Linked DNA regions of Mus musculus: regions 1, 2 and 4 are each linked to region 3. The links are chromatin contacts, called in public promoter capture Hi-C maps. All regions are on one chromosome and are shown on one strand. Each heading gives the region's core, a stretch centred on a gene start, on an enhancer-like site or on the middle of the called end of the contact. The rest is flanking DNA. Distances are from core to core; before and after follow the strand shown.

Region 1 (4,527 bases), core at 1,571-4,070, 1.5 Mb after region 3:
ATGTGGACACCACTTGTAATTTCTGCACTCAGAAGGTAAATCAAATTCAAGGCCAGCCTAGGCTACTAAGCAAGACCTAGGCTAGTCTATGCTTCACAGAGAAATACTGTCTTCAATCGTTCAGTTAATCAATAAAGAGAAAATGTCTTTCAAGAGAAAGAGATGCCATGCCAGAGTTATAAGTACATCTTTGAAATTGCTCTTTGTAGTGGAATAAACCGCATAAAAGGTAGCCAAGATATATGCGAACATTCACCGCTTTCCTCTTACCTGTAAGACTTTCCCATGGACCACAGTTCCAAGGACTCCTGAACACAGTCTTGGAGTCAAGCCTGTGAACAACCCACGCCTCCCATCGATGCTTGCAATGTGCTGAGCTAGGAACACAAGTCAGACATTTAGGTTCCAGTCCAAATACAAGGTTACAAAAAATTTCAAGGCAACATGCCTTCTGTGTATTTTCTTTTAGTAACTCCAACCTTCAATGTCAACCCTTCCAGATAAATCAAAGGCACCTACCATAGCAAAAGAGGCCAGGAAGCTGACATACTTGTCGCCCAAAAATATTTCGTCCTATTGTTGGAGGAAGAGGCTCATATCCCACCTTTAAAAACAAAGGAATGCATCAACACTGAGCAATACCCAGGAATACTTTGGCTACAAGGTCTTGTAAAAAGAAAACCAGGCTCAAATGTGTTTGTTTGATGCTGAAATGGACCCAATGTCCATCCTTATGCTCAGTGCCAGCAAGCTACCTCCTCAGCCCCATAATTTTTACAAATAAAAATGCAGTTTAGTTTTTTTAAGTCATTGATGAAGTATCATCCTTATCAGCCTTTTGTTCTGCTGGATAGATTAAGACTGGGTTCAATAAACTCCAACTTTCCCTTTGAGTTGAGTCTATAGAGTAAACCATGTGACTAGATTATTAAACTGAAAACAGAACAAGGAAACAAACCATTGTGTCAGGAAAGCCTAGTTTACCGATAAAGCTGACATATTTTTTACAATATTTTTCATATTTGAACAAAATAAAATATTCACTGAGCCATCGTCAAATGCCTACCTACATGGATAACTAGACAACAAAGGCAAATGCATACAGCTGGGTAATTCACTTACAAAAATAATTACAACTTAGGTCCACGTTAAATGTACAGACTCATTAGCAATATACAGAGCCATAAAAATTAATGATTGCCATTTTATTTGTACAATATATTCAGTGATTATAGTGCCAAAGGGATACTTGAGATTAAAAAAAAAAATACAGGGCAGTTTGGGCTCTACTGTTGCAATTCTTCCTTCTGAGTTAAAACCCCCTCTCTGAACTCACTGAAAGTGCAGCTTTAAAGTAGTATTTGGGAATTTCATCAACCTCCTGAGATACTTGGCAACGCACGAGGTATTGTGAAATCAGAATTTAGGATATTGGATTGTTGAGGCAAAAACACTGAATGTCACTAAAATCACTGTTCTTTGAGAACTATTGAGTAGTGAGTTCATACGTGTACTGCGAAATACTGTCAATTCTGTTCTAGACACAGATTTCACTCTGCGCTTCAACATCTACACTTATATTAGTCAACTTAGCAACAATTTGTATGAAGAACAATTTAAAAATGAAGTCCATTCTAGAGTCTTGCTTTTTTTTTTTTCTCTTTTCAGAATGGTAAACATTGAGGACAGGGATTCTAAAGCCTGCTTCCTTCCAGGACACACAATGCATGAGGTATGGCAATCCTCAATAAATGCTTAAAAATGGCCCTGATCAGCACAGGGAAAGTTAGAAGAGCAATTGAAAATACTATCACCAGCTAAAAGTAGGCCTCCTTACCCATGAATATAAATGACCACTTTAGAAATATTTTATAGCAGATTGGCAAGGGAGGCAAGAGAGACATCCGGGGTTTGATGTTACATTTAAACTCGCTAAAGTGTTTAAACAGAACTGATTTCCAGCTCTAACCAACGTGATTTTCATTGTCATGAACCACATGGGTTACTGTGAAAGCGCTCAATGGATCCTCAGGAAATCTGATTTCATTATCACTTCTCAATGCGCTCCTTGTGTATATCCGGGTATCTGGTGTTAAAATCTCTGAACGGGAATAGAAGTAGAAACAGCAAATAGAAAAACCGAGTAAGAACAATAAGATGTTGGCTTTCCTAGAATTTTAAATTTGCCCATAGATGAGTTATTTCACGTCTCGAGTTTGAGATATTTCGCTGAGGAGGAGTGAACGAGGTGAGGTGAACGCCAGTATCAGAGGGGCGACAAGAAAAGGGTTGGGAAGCCCTCGGTGGCAACCGGCCAGGATCAGGGAAAGGAAAAACAAAGTTGAGAAGAGTCACCGGCCAGGGAAGGCAAGGGTGGCAGTTGGCTGCAGAAAGGGAGCCGGCCTGCCCGGGGCGAGCCTCGGGATGTCTCCGAGAGGGGCGCGAGGCCGTGGAAGTTGTTCCTGAGGGGAGAGAAGGGCAGCATCTCGAGAGGGTGAAGGCCTGGGACGCAGAGCCAACCCAAAGGCGCAGAGGGCGGTGGCGACCTGACAGGACGCGGGCGGGGAAGGAAAGGGCGACGACTCATACCTGGATGAGCACTTTCACGTACATGAGCGGCTGGGACAGGATGGTGAGACCGGAGCCCAGGAGCACCTGACTGGCCGCGTCCGCCATGATGGCACCCGCGGACGGACGGACAGACGGAGTCACCAAGCGACACAGCCGGTTCCAGATCACGTGTCGGGGGCGCCGGCTTCACTGGCCCGCCCGCGGCGCGCCGCCCGCTTAGGCTCCGCCCACCGGCCCGCCCAAAGAAACGGCAGGCGCTCGCGAGGGGCCGCCTGGGGCGGGGCTTGTGGGAGGGACGCGCATGCGTCTGGGCGTGGGCTCCTCGCGCCTCTAGGAAAGGCGATTTCTCTTGCGCCTGCGCAAGCCGGAAGTGTCCGGAAGGAGTAGGGAGGGAATGGTAATGATGGGGTGGTGGTGGGGTGACCCTGACGGCAAAGGCAAGGTCAGCGGACTAACAACTGGAAGAACTGAGTTATACTCCTATCCTCTTTCAGGCTTTGACGACGTAAAGTTTGATGGTTGTTTTCCGTTAGAGTTGTCATGTCTAATGAACAACAGATCCTGTCTGGCTTAACAGTGAATTCTGCAGGTCCCTGATTTTGCGTTTACCATTAGCTCAGTGGTAGAGCACTTCCCGACATCCTTGCTTTCAGTCCTCAGTACTGGAAAGAAAAAGCAACTACAACAAAATGTGCCCCCTCGGGGTCAGATGTGGCGGCACAGACCCTTAATCCAGCACTTGGGAGGCAGAGGAATGTGGATATGTGAGTTCAAGGCTAATCTGGTTTACAAACTGGATACCCGGTAAACCAGGGTTACATGGTGACATACTGACCAAAAAAAAAAATTTTTTTTTCATGTCTTCTCTGACTACTCGAAATCCATTTTATCCGTATTTCCTACCCGTTGCCTTGTGACACCTGTCACTGGGAAATTGTCTTTGACAGTTGAGAGTGTCAACTCTGGGTTCAGGAACCGAGATGGCCTTTGTACACTATTTTCCCCCAGTGCCTGGCATGTACCAGTGCTCAAGATTTATTAAAGCTCAGTGCCAATCGGGCTACCCAGGCTGTTAGAGGCAAAATGAAGAAAAGGCATTGCTCCAGCTCTGGCCCCTTTGTTCTGTAGCAGACACCACTTAGTGCAAGCACTTAGTGTGTACTGCTGAGAATGAACAAGGAACCGAGTTTGGAATCTGGCTTTCCTTTTGGATCCATGTGTCACTTTCCTTTTTAAATTTTTTAGTGTTTGTATCTAAATATAAGGACAATGCAACTAACTCAGTGTATTTTTATGAACATTAAGTGAAACTGTATATATGGAGTTTTTGAGAAATTGGCTGAAATACAGAAGTTAGTCCTAATATGGCCTTCTATTCAGCCCAGAACTAGCTGATATTGGGAGGCAGTTTGTAGGTCAGGCACACGGGCTTTGAAGTCCAATGGGCCTCATCCAAAGTCTACCTCTGCCAGTTACAGTGTGACCTTATATAGGTCATCCCAACTCTTCAAAACTTTTAAGCAAATAAGTATAATAATATCCACTTCAAAACATTATCTCAAAGCAATATGGACCTAGCCTGGCATACACAACAAAAATGCAATAGTAAATGGTAGCTTTTTATTCTAAAAAAATTACATGTTGCTCTTAATTAAACACAGTTCTCAACATGACTTAGAAACAGCAAGACCATTAAGAAGGGTATTTGTGCATGGGTGGTGAAGGAAAAAAAATTCTATTTGCCTGTGAGCAATGAGAGGCTCAGAATGTCGCGGGGCTGAAGGGTTGGGCACCTGAGGATGTCCCACCACATTCCTAATGGTTCATGGCAAAAGCTACCCATGACGTTATGGGACAGAGAACTGGAGTCGGAATTATAAGTAAAGGAAGAGCACAGTTCAAACGGGCCATTTGTAAAGATGTGATATGAATGACAATCCCTGATAAGAGTTCAGT
Region 2 (4,015 bases), core at 1,366-3,865, 1.2 Mb after region 3:
CCTGTTCTTCAAAAGCACTCATTTGGTAAACTATCTGGTCTTGGAGACTTAAATAATTGGTTTGTCTCCCATGAAGAACAGAGTCCTTGTCAGCCAGAATAGTACATCCCCATCCATACACATGGAGACAAGATCTCAGTATGTAGGTCTGTCCTAAAACTCACTATGAAGACCAGGCTAGCCTCAAACTCAGGAATCTACTAGCCTTTGCCTCCCAAGTGCTTGGATTAAAGGTATGTGCCTCTAATTCAGCTTGGCATTCACTTTTTTTTCCTTCTCTTTTGTCAAAACAGGGTTTCTCTTTGTAGCCCTGGCTGTCCTGGAACTCAAGAGATCTGCCTGCCTCTGCCTAACAAGTGCTGGGATTAAAGTTGTGTGCCACCACCACTGGTTTGGTACACACTCTTAATTCCAGAATTTGAGAGGCAGAGACAGGAAAATCTCTGAGTTCAAGACTAGCCAGTACCATAAAATGAGACCCTGTTTAAAAACACAAAAGCAATACCCTAGAGTCCAAATGGCAAATACCACTCTTCACCACACTCCCTTTCCTTTTATAAATGGGAAGAAGGGGGGAAAAGGAACAGCGAGGTGACTTGTGAAAAGGGAGGAAGAAAATAGGGAAGCGAAGGGCAAGCTCAGGGTAGAGCTAGGTCTTTAGGGAACAGTAATCTAGAGGATTGAGACAACTGTGGCTGCAAGCAGTAACCATGGAACAGCTATCTCCACTGGGGTAAGCAGAGAACCTCAGGAGCTAGCACATTTGCCAGTCTTCACTGCCCCTCCCCCGATTTAGCTTGGCTCTGTTCAGCTTATTAGACTGCTCTAATATAAGCTCTATTATAGAGATCATAACTCTATGGTATACCATCATAGGAAAAACATTACCACAGTGCTTGGCCCTCAGGTGACAATAAATGTCTTGGACAAAATGCCTATTTATTGTTTCAGAGTCAGAAAGTACTTTATCAGACCCTTCCTCATGTCTAAGTTGGACCCCTGGTCAGTTTTGTCTTTTCCCAGACAAGCAGAGACACTTCAGACTCCAGAGCCGTATTCTAGACAGCTCTTAGATGTCTTGTCCAGGGACCAAAAGTTCAAGAGGGAACCTTGACTGCCCAGGCTCATCCTTAGATTCTCTGCAGTCAGAATATAATCCAAAGATCCCAGTCCTTTTGCCAATCAAACTCCCAACCTTACCTCTTGCCTGTGGTAAGAGGTGTTCAGAAAGCCATGGTAGCGTTGCCGCAGGGCCTGGCCCAGCTCCCAGTGCTGTAGCATCCCTTCCTGTGGGCAAACCTGAGAGTTAAAGTCCAAAGAGGAGCTGGGCATGGTGGCCTTTAATCCCAGCAGTCACTCTCTGAGTTCAAGGCCAGCCTGGTCTACAAAGTGAGTCCAGAACAGCCAGGGCTCTGTTACACAAGGAAACCCTGTCTTAAACCTCCCCCAAATCCCCAACCCCTGGGGAAAAAAAAAAAAAAAGTCCAAAGAGAGGGGATTAGCCACAAGTCCTATGTATGGCATTTAGGCATTCTTCCCTTGGCAAGAGGTGAATTTGATTCCAGAAGTGGCCAGTTGTAATGATACTGTCCCCTGCACAGAGTTGTTAAGAAATCTGGTCATAGCCAGAGATGTAGCTCACTGTGCTTAGCATAGACAAGGTTCTGGGTTTAATTTCCAAAACCACAAAAACAAAACAACAAAATAGACATCTGGTCCATCAGAACCCATGTGGGAAGCTAGTAGTTTAAGGAGCCCCAGTTTCTGTGCTCCAGATGTGATTCATTCCGTAGCATATCCCGAGACCTTGCAGGTTGGCTTTTGACCCACCTTGGTTAGCTGACCAAATCCCTGGGGCCATTTCTCTTCCTGATAGGGGTCCTTGGGATATGTCTTCACTGGTGACCGATCTCCATGTCGATACAGCTGAGCAAAGAAAATGGTGTGTCTATAGAATCAGAAGGGTCTTCTAGTTAAGGACAGGACCCACCTCTGCACATGCCAGGAAAGGAAATTTCACTCCATCTTTCTCTACTGAGCGATGAAAAAAGACCCCAGTTCGGGCGATGCAATGTAACCTGAGATAATAGGTAAAGCCCCAAAGCACAGGTAGAAGAGTAGTGAAAGCAACGCCTTCTGGGGGAGGAAGTGGGCAATGGGACTGGGAAAACAAAGATCAAAGTCGTCTTTATGGGTGACTTTCAACCTTTTAACTAAATTCCCATCCTAGGGAAGAATATCTCCTACTCGGTCGTCCTGCCCTAAAAAAAAAAAAAAAAAAAATAGCCTAGGGCTCCAAATCAATTCTTAATCCAGCCGCACAACCCACTATGGGCCAGCGGTTTCCTAAACCGGTTCTTTCTCCTCCTTGAGAAGTGAGACCCCGGCCCCAGAACACAAGCTCTGCCCCTCCCTCTACCAGCCGGCCTTTGCCCTTTCAGCTTTGGCGAACCCGTTGGTGACTCCGTCACCCATTACCAAGGTAACAAAGCGTAGACTCCGGGCCTGTATGGGTGGCATCACCGTTAGGCACATGCCAAGAAGGAACTGGAGAAGAGCCGCCTGGCTCCAACCAGTCTGTCTGCCGGCCATCACTGTTGTAGGCTGTGTAGCAAGAGGCCGGAACGCCTTGGGCGGTACCTGCTGCAGCCGCCCGGATGCATTCGTAAGGACACTTGCCGGAAGTGCAGCCTTCGCCATCTTTCTTTGGGTTGCGGGAGACCGGGAATGAGAAAGTCTGGTGGGAGAAGGCGGAATTTGGGAGGGAATGCAAATGGAGAAGGTTTGCGATTGGCGGTGATGAACGAGGGTGGGACTGTTGCGCGACCTTCCGGGCAGAAAAGGCTTAAACACCTCGCTTTTGTAGAGGCGCTAGGTCAGGCTTACCCCTTCTTCTACAAAGCTGGTGCTTGCCCTGGTTGGGGTCTGGGCCTGGAGAGCGAGTGCCTGCTTTGAGGAATGCTTCTGAAAATGATCCCAGAGCCTCGGCTGGTGCAAAACTGGGGCAAGGTGTGGGGAAGTACAGAGCCTAACTTTCTGCTCTTGGGTGTGTAGTTTAGTGTAAGCCTTGGCTTAGACACTGTTCCGATAAGCGGGCTTGTTTGAGATGTAGGGTACTGCATGTAACCAGCCCTTTGGACTCCCTGTGTCCTTGAGGTAGATCCAGTCTAGTCTGCCATTCATGTCCTGAACAAACCTTCGTACTCCCCAGTTTTTTTCAGCTCTTTTCTTGTGCTTACCGATTTCTAAATTAAATTAGACTCAAACGTCATGTTTGAGGAGGAGTTGGATTGCATAGGATGTTCCGATTTCCCAAACCCACTACATTGAATTCTTATGGGAGGAATCTCAGAAAACTACATCAGTTTTGATGCAGGCATATAACTGGAATTGCCACAGAATCAGAGTTCCTCCAGACATTAGCCTTTAGGATTTGGAGGCAGGCAGCCAGTTGGGTGTCTGGATGTTGTGATTCCAAACCTTAGAGTGACACACAGTTGCAGATGAGATCTTGGGCCCTTGATATGCTTTAATGCAAATCTGATCAGAATTGATACTGTCCCAGGACTCCAAATAAAATTATGTACCTTACTGCCTAAACTTTACTTTCGATGTCACCTTGAGAAAGACTTGGGGAGAATAAGAAGGCTTCAAAACTAAATAGTTTTAAACTTAAAAACAAACAAATCTATGTGGTGCATGCCTTTACTTCCAGCACTTGGAGAGGGGGGTAGATGTCTGAGTTGTATGTAGGCCAGCCTGGTCTATAGAGCAAGTTCCAGGACAGCCAGCGATACATGGAGAAATACTGTCTGGAAAAAACAATGATGAAACAAAATATTTTCTATGTATGGGTGTTTTGCTTGCATGTATATCTGTGAACCATGTATATACAGTGTCCTTGGAGGCAAAAAGGCAGCATAGGATCCCCTGTAGACTTTAAGCAGCTGTGTGGGTGCTGGGAATAGAACCTGAGCCCTCCTCTGAAGGAGTTGCCAATACTTCTAGCTGCTTA
Region 3 (4,402 bases), core at 1,277-3,776:
CCAGTGGAACAATGGGGGGTGATGTCTGAATGCCAGCCTTGAACCAGATCAACAGGAGCATGCGCAGGACGGCCCTGGGGTGGGGATTATGGCAGTTAGGGGAAAGCGGTTAGAAAGCAGGTAGCAAGGCTGCTCTGCTGAGCACCTCATTGCTGGACTGGGTCACCCCACCTCAGTCCTGCCCTCCACAACCCAACCTACTTGGCCAACTGGATGAGAGCAATGACGAGCCAACGGCCTACTTCGCCCCACACCTTGGCAGCCCCCATCTCCATGAACACCTCCACACACTCCAGTACACTCAGCCATGTCAGCAACTTCTGCTGGGACAGCGACTGCAAGAAGCCCAGAGGTCAGGGAGCTTCTCTACCCCAAGTGCTGTCTTAGAAAAAGCAGGCTGCTCCAGCAGGTGGGGGCCTCCTCCTTTCTAAGCCTAACACCTCAGTTCAATACCAAATCCATTGCTACCAGGCTGGCTGGCCTGGGACAGGCCTTTCTAGCTCTCTAAGACTTCATGCATGAGGGCTGGAGAGACGCTCTTCTACAGGTCCTGAGTTCAATTCCCAGCAACCATATGGTAGCTCACAACCAGCTGTAATGGAATCGGATGCCCCCTTCTGGTGTGTGTCTGAAGACAGCTAAAGTGTACTCATATATGCAAAATAAATAAACCTTAAAAAAAAAAAAAGACATCTGTAGGATTTAGTTTGTTTTTTGGAGACAGGGTTTCTGTGCGTAGCCCTGACTGCCCTGGAACTCACTCTGTAGAACAGGGTGGCCTTGAACTCGAAAATCCGCCTGCCTCTGCCTCCCAAGTGCTGGGATTAAAGGCGTGCACCACCATTGCCCAGCCTTGTTTTTTGTTTGTTTGTTTGTTTTATTTTGTTTTTTAAAAGAAAAGAAAAGAAACTTCATGCATGAGACTACCAACAATTGATCTGCGGCTCATGTGGGCATGCCTCACTCTCTGAGACAACGACATGTACCACACGTGCTGGTCATTACTGTTTTCCTCCCAAGTCCCTGAGCTTCCCACCCCCAGCTCCTGGCAAAGTTCTCACCACAGGCAACTTTTTTCGAAGCTCCTTCCTCAGGATCCCGTCATTGAGCAGCACCAGCAGGTTCGAGGCAGAGTACACTGAGAAGCAGATTGTGGTCTTGAGAGGCCGGCCCTGCTGTGGCCTTCACCCCTCTCACCCTTACCCCAGAGCCCTACCGATCACAGCTACCCACAGACTGTGTGGAAACCAACAAGCCTCTCCGCCCACTACCTCAGAGCCCCATTCTCTCCATGATGACATCTGAGCCAGTAAGAAATGAGCTGATTGGAGTGACAAGCCAGCCCTTGCTCTGCTGGACAGCACTGGTTACTGAGCTGCTCAAAACTGCCTGTCATGTTCCAAACAGCCAAATGTGTGGTCCCACCAACTCATCTTTGCTCTCTTCAGATGGTCCCCCCTGAAGGACTACATCACACCTACCTTTCAAAATCCCCCTCATCCTTTCATGATCTTCACTACCCCCACTAAGCAAACAGAGCCCTTACAGCAGGGAGGTGGGGGCACTTGAACACTGGTCCTGACATCAAGGACTTTTCTGAACTTGTATTCCTTCAGCTAGACAGAACAACAGTGCCCTTCTCATACTCATAGGTCTGATGAACTAGCAAGGTCAGGAAAGTTGCTTAATCCTAAGCAAAACCAGGAGTGAGAAGCCAGTCAGAGCCCTCACAGGTCGCCCAACTCTGGGGACACCAACTGTCTTGGGCGATGGACAGCTGATCTAGAGGGAAGCTCAGGACCTTCAATCAAGGTTCCGCTGGAAGCCTTCTCCCTCCCCAGCCCAGAGTCCAACTTACCCAGTTCAGACAGCTCGTGTGAATCGGAGAAGCGACCTAGGGAAGAAGGTATAGAAGGCGTTGGTGAGCGTCTGTTTTACCCTGCGGCTTTGGGTTCTCTAGTTTCCTCTACGCCACAGGAACCCAGACAGAACTGAAGCACCGCGACCACTACCCTGGGTCAGCAGGCAAAGAGCCATAGGGTTCCTGGGTCAGAGTCCCCAAGAAATGGGTCAAAGGTCAGTGTGGCACCTGCCAGCAGGTAACTGAGGCCCCGCACAGCCGTCTCCAACTGGGCCGTGGCGGCTGGATGACGAGTCACATACTCCTGGTAGCGGAGGCTCAGGAGCCGTAGCTTCTCCATCCTGCTCTGGCCACTGACAGTCCCACCGGCCGACAGCAAGGCTGGCAGCGGCGCCCTGCGTCCTGAGCCCTCCTTCCTGCTTCCGGCCCTAAGCCCGCCTCCCGGTTGCTCAACTTCCGCAGCCCAGGAGGACTTAGACCCGCGGAGCCCCTGAACGCCCCTTCACCCCATCTCTAGCGCCTCCTCCCCGAGACCGGGAGCTCCCACCCTCCCTCCTTCCAGCCATTGGCTCCTTCTCTCTCCGCCCTGAAGCTCTCTAGAGCTTCTGGCACCCGATCTGCAGCCTCCTTGGTTGGCTGTCTTGGCGCCTGCGTAGTTACAACTTGCGGGCAGGCTGAACAGTTCATACTAGAGAAGGTACTAAGGAGCCTCAGACTTTCTCAGAAGATCGCCGAGAGCTCGAACGGGAGGGTCGGGAAGCAAAGAGTTTGGGATTTAAGGCACAGGGAACCTTGAAATTGTCGTAAATAGGTCTCAGCAGCCGCCAGTCTCGAGTTTTTCACAAAAGCCAGTGCCGGGTTTTTGCTGGGGCAAGCCTAACCAGCAGATTTAGAACAGTGGCTTCGGCTCCAGTTTCTTCAGAACACATGGACCCCCAAAACCCGTACCCGATGACTCCCTCCTTGGAGAATACCCTGGCCTATCCCTCTGCTCTCCGTTTAGGGACGACCCTGCGCATTAGCTTCCCCGATCTGCACCTCGGGTTTCCTCATCTACAAAATTATTTGGGCCCGACTTGGACCTTGAACTCGGAATGAATCCCAGCGTTTTCCGGCCCTTGGATGCACTTCCAGGTTCTAAGCTGGCCTCCAAGAGTTGGTGGAAACTCCTATGGCTCCATTCATGAACTGAGCTGCAATGCTGTCAAGGTGCTGCAGAAGTGGAGGGAGGGAACCGTTCCTGGGAGGCAGTTGATTGGCTGTGGGAAGAGGGGGCTTGGCAAATCTGCGCCATTGCGGACTCCGCCCGCGAATTTATGGTATATAAAGAATTGTAATACATTTAATACCCTACCAGATATTATCTTTAGACAAGGACAGAATATGCCGTTACGCCCATCCACTATATTACGTGCATGTACGAAAATGTCATAATGAAGCTCATTATTTTAGTTTGCATGTTTTGAGACAGGATCTCACTGTGAACCCCTGGCTGGCCTCAAATGCATAGAGATCTGCCTACGTCTGCCTCCCAAGTGCCGGGATTAAAGGCATGTGCCAGCACAAGAGACAAAGCACATTGTTTTGTACAATTAATAAAACACTAATAAAAATTCTCATTAGAGAGCTGGAAAGATGGATTCAGGAGTTAAGAAATGCTCGTTTAACCGGGCAGTGGTGGCACACACCTTAATCCCAGCACTTCGGAGGCGGAGGCGGAAGCAGAGGCAGGCAGATTTCTGAGTTCGAGGCCAGCCTGGTCTACAAAGTGAGTTCCAGGACAACCAGAGGTACACAGAGAAACCCTGTCTCGAAAAACCAATAGCCTGAGCCAGAACCAGGCGGTTTAAGCAGCACACTCACCAGGAATTTAAGGCACAGGGAATGAAGTGTCCCAACATGCCACCACTTCCTTCCCTTTCTTTGATCCATGTGGAGCCAGGCTCCCATTGTTGCCAACCACTCGTGCCAGCAAAGATTCAAGGAAAGGTGCGGTGAGCCTCAGAAGAGTCTGGTATGGGAACTGTGGAAGTCGTTTTTCACCCTGTCCTGAGGCCTCACGTGCTCCTCACCCTACTGGCAATTGTGATGGCTCGATCTTCGTTGATGGCTTGGTGGGTTTGGAATCGCTGTAGCAACAAAGCTCCGAGTTTATGGCAACACATCCATGGTTGTATTCCCAGAAACACTGAATCTAGGGGCCTCGGTCTGGATGTTTGTATCCTTATCGCTTGGATTAGAGTCCTGAGCTGAAGGAAAGAGAAAGCAAGCCGAGCACCTGCGCTGTCTTCCTGTTGTTTCCGGACTGTGGCTACAATGTGGCCAGCTGCCTCTGGCTTAGGAAACTACGGCTTCCCCGCTAGGATGCATTGTACCCTGTAACTGTGAACCAAAATAAATACCCACTTAAGCTTACTCTGCCAGGTGTTTCTTTTGTCACAGCCATGAGAAAGTAAGTCATAGTCAACCCTGTCCGATTGGTGGGAATTCTTACACAGATGAAGCCCAAGGAGGCCCAACCACTTATTTAAGGCTTCTGGC
Region 4 (4,585 bases), core at 840-3,339, 1.6 Mb after region 3:
AAGCATGCCAGAACAGACTGGTGAGAAGTAAACAAGAAAGTTTTCCTTTAATAAAACTTTGCCAGAGCTCCTTTTGAAAAAACAACAAACAAACAAACAAACAAACAAACAAAACACAAAAGGACCAAAAAGCCGGCAGGGAGATGACTCCCTTTGTAAAATGCTTAAGGACTTGCATTCGGAGCCCTCATAGCCATGTTTTGGCAGAGTATGAAGCACACTCATCTGTAACCAGCGCTGGGGGTGAAGTGGAGTGGTCAAGACAAGTGGACTGGAGGAGAAGAGGTGTCTGTGCAGTCCATCTACCTGAACAGTTAAAAGTTCGGGTTCACACCGGGCGTGGTGGCCCACGCCTTTAATCCCAGCACTTGGGAGGCAGAGGCAAGCGAATTTCTGAGTTCAAGGCCGGCCTGGTCTACAAAGTTCCAGGACAGTCAGGGATATACACAGAAACCCTGTCTCGAACTGCCCCCCCCCCCCAAAAAAAGTTTGGGTTCACTTGAGACACTCTCAAAAAATAGATAAACAAGTTATGTGGCCCAGCCTTAGAAGCACGAATGTGTGTCTGCAGCCATAAATAAACTTTCATGTTACTTAAAAGTTTATACACAGCAAGCCCTCAGGAAAGATTTATTTATTTTTTGTTAATCCATTTTTGTAAGCCAAGAGTGGAACCCAGAGTTTTGCATCTCACCACTGATATGCAACCCCAATCCTAGAAAAGCTTCAACGACTTTTTATGAGAAATAATAAATTAGCAACATTTAACCATCCAACAACCCAGCTGCACACTTTTATCTTTCAACTTAATAAAAGATATTTTAAGGGAAAGGCAAAAACAACAACAAAAATCTCTACCTGTTGCCTTGACGGCTGTCGGTCTGGTGGTCATGACTGGTGTTGGAGGGTTCTGAACAACGTTGGGGACCTCCACCACCACTTCTTGTTCATCTGTATTTGGAATGCACAAAAGGAAGCTGCAGTCAGTCAGTGGGCCAGGGTCCAAAGCTTGACCTTCAGCCTGAATCAACTTATAAAACCAGCGTGTATCACTGATGCAAACTAAGAAGACAAAAAACAAGCTGATCTACCCTTCCATTCATTTAGTGGTAGCGACAGTAAGAACGTGAACACTATGAAAATGGCACCTGCAATACTTAACAATTAACATGCATAAATACTTCTGCACGTTTCCACACGTTATGTACATCCTATTAATCTGATTCTTAATGTTTGATACAGTATAGCTTCTCCGGCATCTACTCCATGCAATTGTTACCCTAAACCCAAACACAATTCCAGAAAAGCCCACACACAGGTTTTGTCACTTTCCCTTAAGTCTGGGGTTACCGATGCTTTGTCTAGCATAAGAAAAAAATATGGGTTTGTTCACTTCTAAAGAGTGGTGTCTCCATTTCAACAAAAACGAAACCAAGCGTGACAAGTAGAGAAGGCCAGGTTCAACCGCCTCAAGGCTCGCACGTGGAAATTGCCCTCCACCTTCTGCGTTATTAAGATCGAAGGGAGTCATCTAGGAGACATTTGGGGTCCCAAGCCTCGGTGGACGGCACAGGTTCCGGGGAGAAACCCCTGCACCGCAAAGGCGCCTCAGATGAGTCCGGGCCCGGCCTTCCGCCTCCCAGAGTCCCCGACCGCCGTCCCGCGGGCCCCAGATCGCTGGCAGCCGAGGTGTACCTCGCCCGCCAGGGTTTCTCTTCTTCACCGGGTCCGAAGAGACACCCGGGAACCTAGGCCGCAAGCCCCGTGCTCGAGTTTCAGACGTCCCAAATAAAAGCAGGGCTCCTCTCGCGCGCCCTTACCTTCTGAAGGCGAGTCCTCTGGGGCAGCGGAGGCAGGCACCGCGGGCGACGTCGCGGCCGCCGCCGTCGCTGCTGCCGGCGCTGACTGGCTTGTCGCCGCCGCAGTCGAATCTGCCTCGGGATCCGGATCGGGGTCGGGATCCCGGCCCGGGGTGCTGCTCCGAGGACCCGGTGGAGAGAGCTGCAGGATAGGCCTGCGGCCGGGTACCGCCCGGGACTTCTTCCCCATCATGAGCCGGAGCGCGAGCAGCGAACGACGGCAGATTAGTGGGGCGGGCGCACAGCGCCCCGGTGCGTAATCAATATTCATGAACCGTGGCACCGCCTCCCGAGGAGATCCGCTTTTAACCGGCGCGGTGCACTTGCGCATGCGGCCTGCGCCCCGGTGCTTTTACGCACGTTCCGCTCCATCCATGGTGGGTGGGCTTTGTTCAGGGAAAAGGCGATTGGCTGTTTTGACTTGAGACGGACTCGGTAGCCAATAGCAAAGGGAAAAGACAGGACTTCGCGCCAATAGTGCGGAAGGGCCCGCGGTGTGTGCGACTTCCTTAGACTGGGGTTGCACCATGCGCTGTTAGCCAAGTCTTTTCTTTAGGGCTTTGTCCGCCATCTTGTAGCTATTTTCAGCTGCTTATTGCTGTTTGTCTTTGAGGAAGATAAAGATACATTGCACCCTTCTGCAAGTTCTCTTGGTTATTGTAGCTTCTTTGGGGTATAGTATTAAACAATGATGATGCTGGGTGTTTATACATCGGTAGGCTTTTTCTGTTTTGTTTTGGTTTTGTTTTTGATTTTCGAGACAGGGTTTCTCTGTGTAGCCCTGGTTGTCCTGGAACTCACTTTGTAGACCAGGCTGGCCTGGAACTCAGAAATCCGCCTGCCTCTGCTTCCCAAGTGATGGGTTTACGGTAGGCTCTCTCCCCACTTTCTTGCTCCAGCCCCGCTCGCCCCAACCCAAAGGTTTATTTATTTATTAAATGTAAGTAAACTGTAGCTGTGATACACAAGAGGGTATCAGATCTCATTACAGATGGTTGTGAGCCACCATGTAGTTGCTCGGATTTGAACTCAGGACCTTTGGAAGAGCAGTCAGTGCTCTTAACCGCTGAGCCATTTCTCCAGCCCCAGTAGGCTCTTTAAAACGAAATACGACGTGATTAGTAGGGAAAATGACTGGACCTTGGAAACAGTCAAACTGTTCATATGGGATACCGAAGCCTTACCTCATCCTACTTCTGTAAACACTACTTTTTTGCCCTACCTCCAACTCCTCCACCTTGAGGCTGAGCTCTTTACATTTTGAGTCTTCCTTGTTCCCCATTCCTAGAGTCAGGTGACATCCTGAGTCATTAATGTTCTCCCCAGAGATAGTTACCACGCAAGATAATGCTGATTTTCTCCAGGACCCACTCCTTCCACCCATCCCTGATTGCTTCTAGACTAATGACAGCAGGCCAGAAGATGAGAAATAATGCCTAAAGATGGTGCACTGTACTCCTGGAGAGCTACTGAAGTGTTCTAATAACACTGGAAGTAGTTGTCATGGTTCATGTCTATAATTTCAGTGGAGACAGAGGTAGGAAGATTTCAAGTGAGTCTAGCCAGGTATGCATATTACCAGAGCTTACAAAGTGAGATCTTGTCTCAAAGATAACAATAATAACAATAAATTAATAAAATAATAATAATACAAGGAGAAATCTGGGGAAGATGTATGAGAATGGATGTTAAAGAGGGAGTATAAGAGGCAGGAGGATTTCTGAGTTCGAGGCCAACCTGGTCTATAGAGTGAGTTCTAGGACAGTCAGGGCTACACAGAGAAACCCTGTCTCGAAAAACCAAAAAAACAAAAAACAAAAAAGAAACCCTGTCTCAAAAAACAAACAACAAGCCAGGCAGTGGTGGCACATGCCTTTATTCCCAGCACTTGGGAGGCAGAGGCAGGCGGATTTCTGAGTTCCAGGACAGCCTGGTCTACAAAGTGAATTCCAGGACAGCCAGGGCTATACAGAGAAACCCTGTCTCGAGGAGAAAAAAAAAAAAAAGAGCAAGAATAATAGGCCAGGCAAGTGGATCTCCGAGTTCCACTAGAGTTAGGGCTACATAGTGAGACCCAGTCTCAAAACAAAAATATCTGGGGTTAGAGAGATTGCTCTGAGGACCTTCAGTTCCCAGTACCCACATGGTGATTCACAACTGTAACTCCTGTGCCAGGAGATCTGTAGCCCTGTTCGGGCCTCTGGCACCAACTATGCTTATGGTGTACATACATATGTGCATTTGAAAGATGTACACACAAAATAAAAATAAGTAAAACCTATGTACACTGGGAGAGTTGAGAAACCATACCGTCATCAGAATTTTGCAAAATACACTAGATTTTCAAAACCCCGGCATCACTGAAGAGCTCCTTCTTTGTAGGCCAGACATCACAGGAGAGATACAGCAGCTTACTTGGAAAGCTAAAAAAGAAAAAAATGGATCCTGGGATGGCAGGGGCTAAATGGGCATGGATACAGATTTTGTAGTAGCACAGAATACACTCAGTAGACTGAGTCCGGGAGGCTTATGGCATTCACCATAGATCTACATGAATCATGGTATTCCCGCAGGTGTAATAGGAAGCCTACAAAATTTTTGATCTGTATAAGTAGATGTTTTCAGGTCAATAAAAGTAACTTGAGTCATGTGAACAGAGAATCGTGGCCCCTCCATCAATACTTAGACCTTTGTCCTTTCTGAAGATGGCCTTTGATTCAACTTCC

What was found. Capture Hi-C pulls out chosen DNA fragments and counts their contacts.
Region 1: a contact with region 3 is called in a promoter capture Hi-C map of liver, with 2.4 times the contacts expected there. The contact joins the promoter of Mtch2 here to the promoter of Pex16 in region 3. A contact is called at or near these places in 4 of 39 promoter capture datasets (liver, neutrophils and pre-B cells), 1 of 484 Hi-C or Micro-C datasets (CD8 T cells) and 2 of 9 other capture datasets (adipose tissue and liver).
Region 2: a promoter capture Hi-C map of liver shows a contact between it and region 3, with 2.5 times the contacts expected there. The contact joins the promoter of Acp2 here to the promoter of Pex16 in region 3. A contact is called at or near these places in 1 of 39 promoter capture datasets (liver) and 2 of 9 other capture datasets (adipose tissue and liver).
Region 4: a contact with region 3 is called in a promoter capture Hi-C map of adipose tissue, with 3 times the contacts expected there. The contact joins the promoter of Fnbp4 here to the promoter of Pex16 in region 3. A contact is called at or near these places in 1 of 39 promoter capture datasets (liver) and 2 of 9 other capture datasets (adipose tissue and liver).

Annotation. Positions count from the first base shown.
Region 1 is chr2:90,845,448-90,849,974 of GRCm38.p6, reverse strand. Mtch2 (mitochondrial carrier 2) reads right to left here and starts at 2,820. Exons shown (of 13, transcript NM_019758.3): 1 at 2,590-2,820; 2 at 520-604; 3 at 271-377. The coding sequence starts at 2,676.
Region 2 is chr2:91,201,512-91,205,526 of GRCm38.p6, reverse strand. It overlaps Acp2 (acid phosphatase 2, lysosomal), which reads right to left and starts at 2,615. Exons shown (of 11, transcript NM_007387.2): 1 at 2,479-2,615; 2 at 1,831-1,926; 3 at 1,201-1,287. The coding sequence starts at 2,592. It also overlaps a transcript of Nr1h3 not described here.
Region 3 is chr2:92,373,363-92,377,764 of GRCm38.p6, reverse strand. It overlaps Pex16 (peroxisomal biogenesis factor 16), which reads right to left and starts at 2,526. Exons shown (of 11, transcript NM_145122.2): 1 at 2,090-2,526; 2 at 1,859-1,894; 3 at 1,062-1,138; 4 at 202-335; 5 at 1-74. The coding sequence starts at 2,201.
Region 4 is chr2:90,743,062-90,747,646 of GRCm38.p6, reverse strand. It overlaps Fnbp4 (formin binding protein 4), which reads right to left and starts at 2,089. Exons shown (of 17, transcript NM_018828.3): 1 at 1,821-2,089; 2 at 859-951. The coding sequence starts at 2,049. It also overlaps the pseudogene Rpl30-ps3.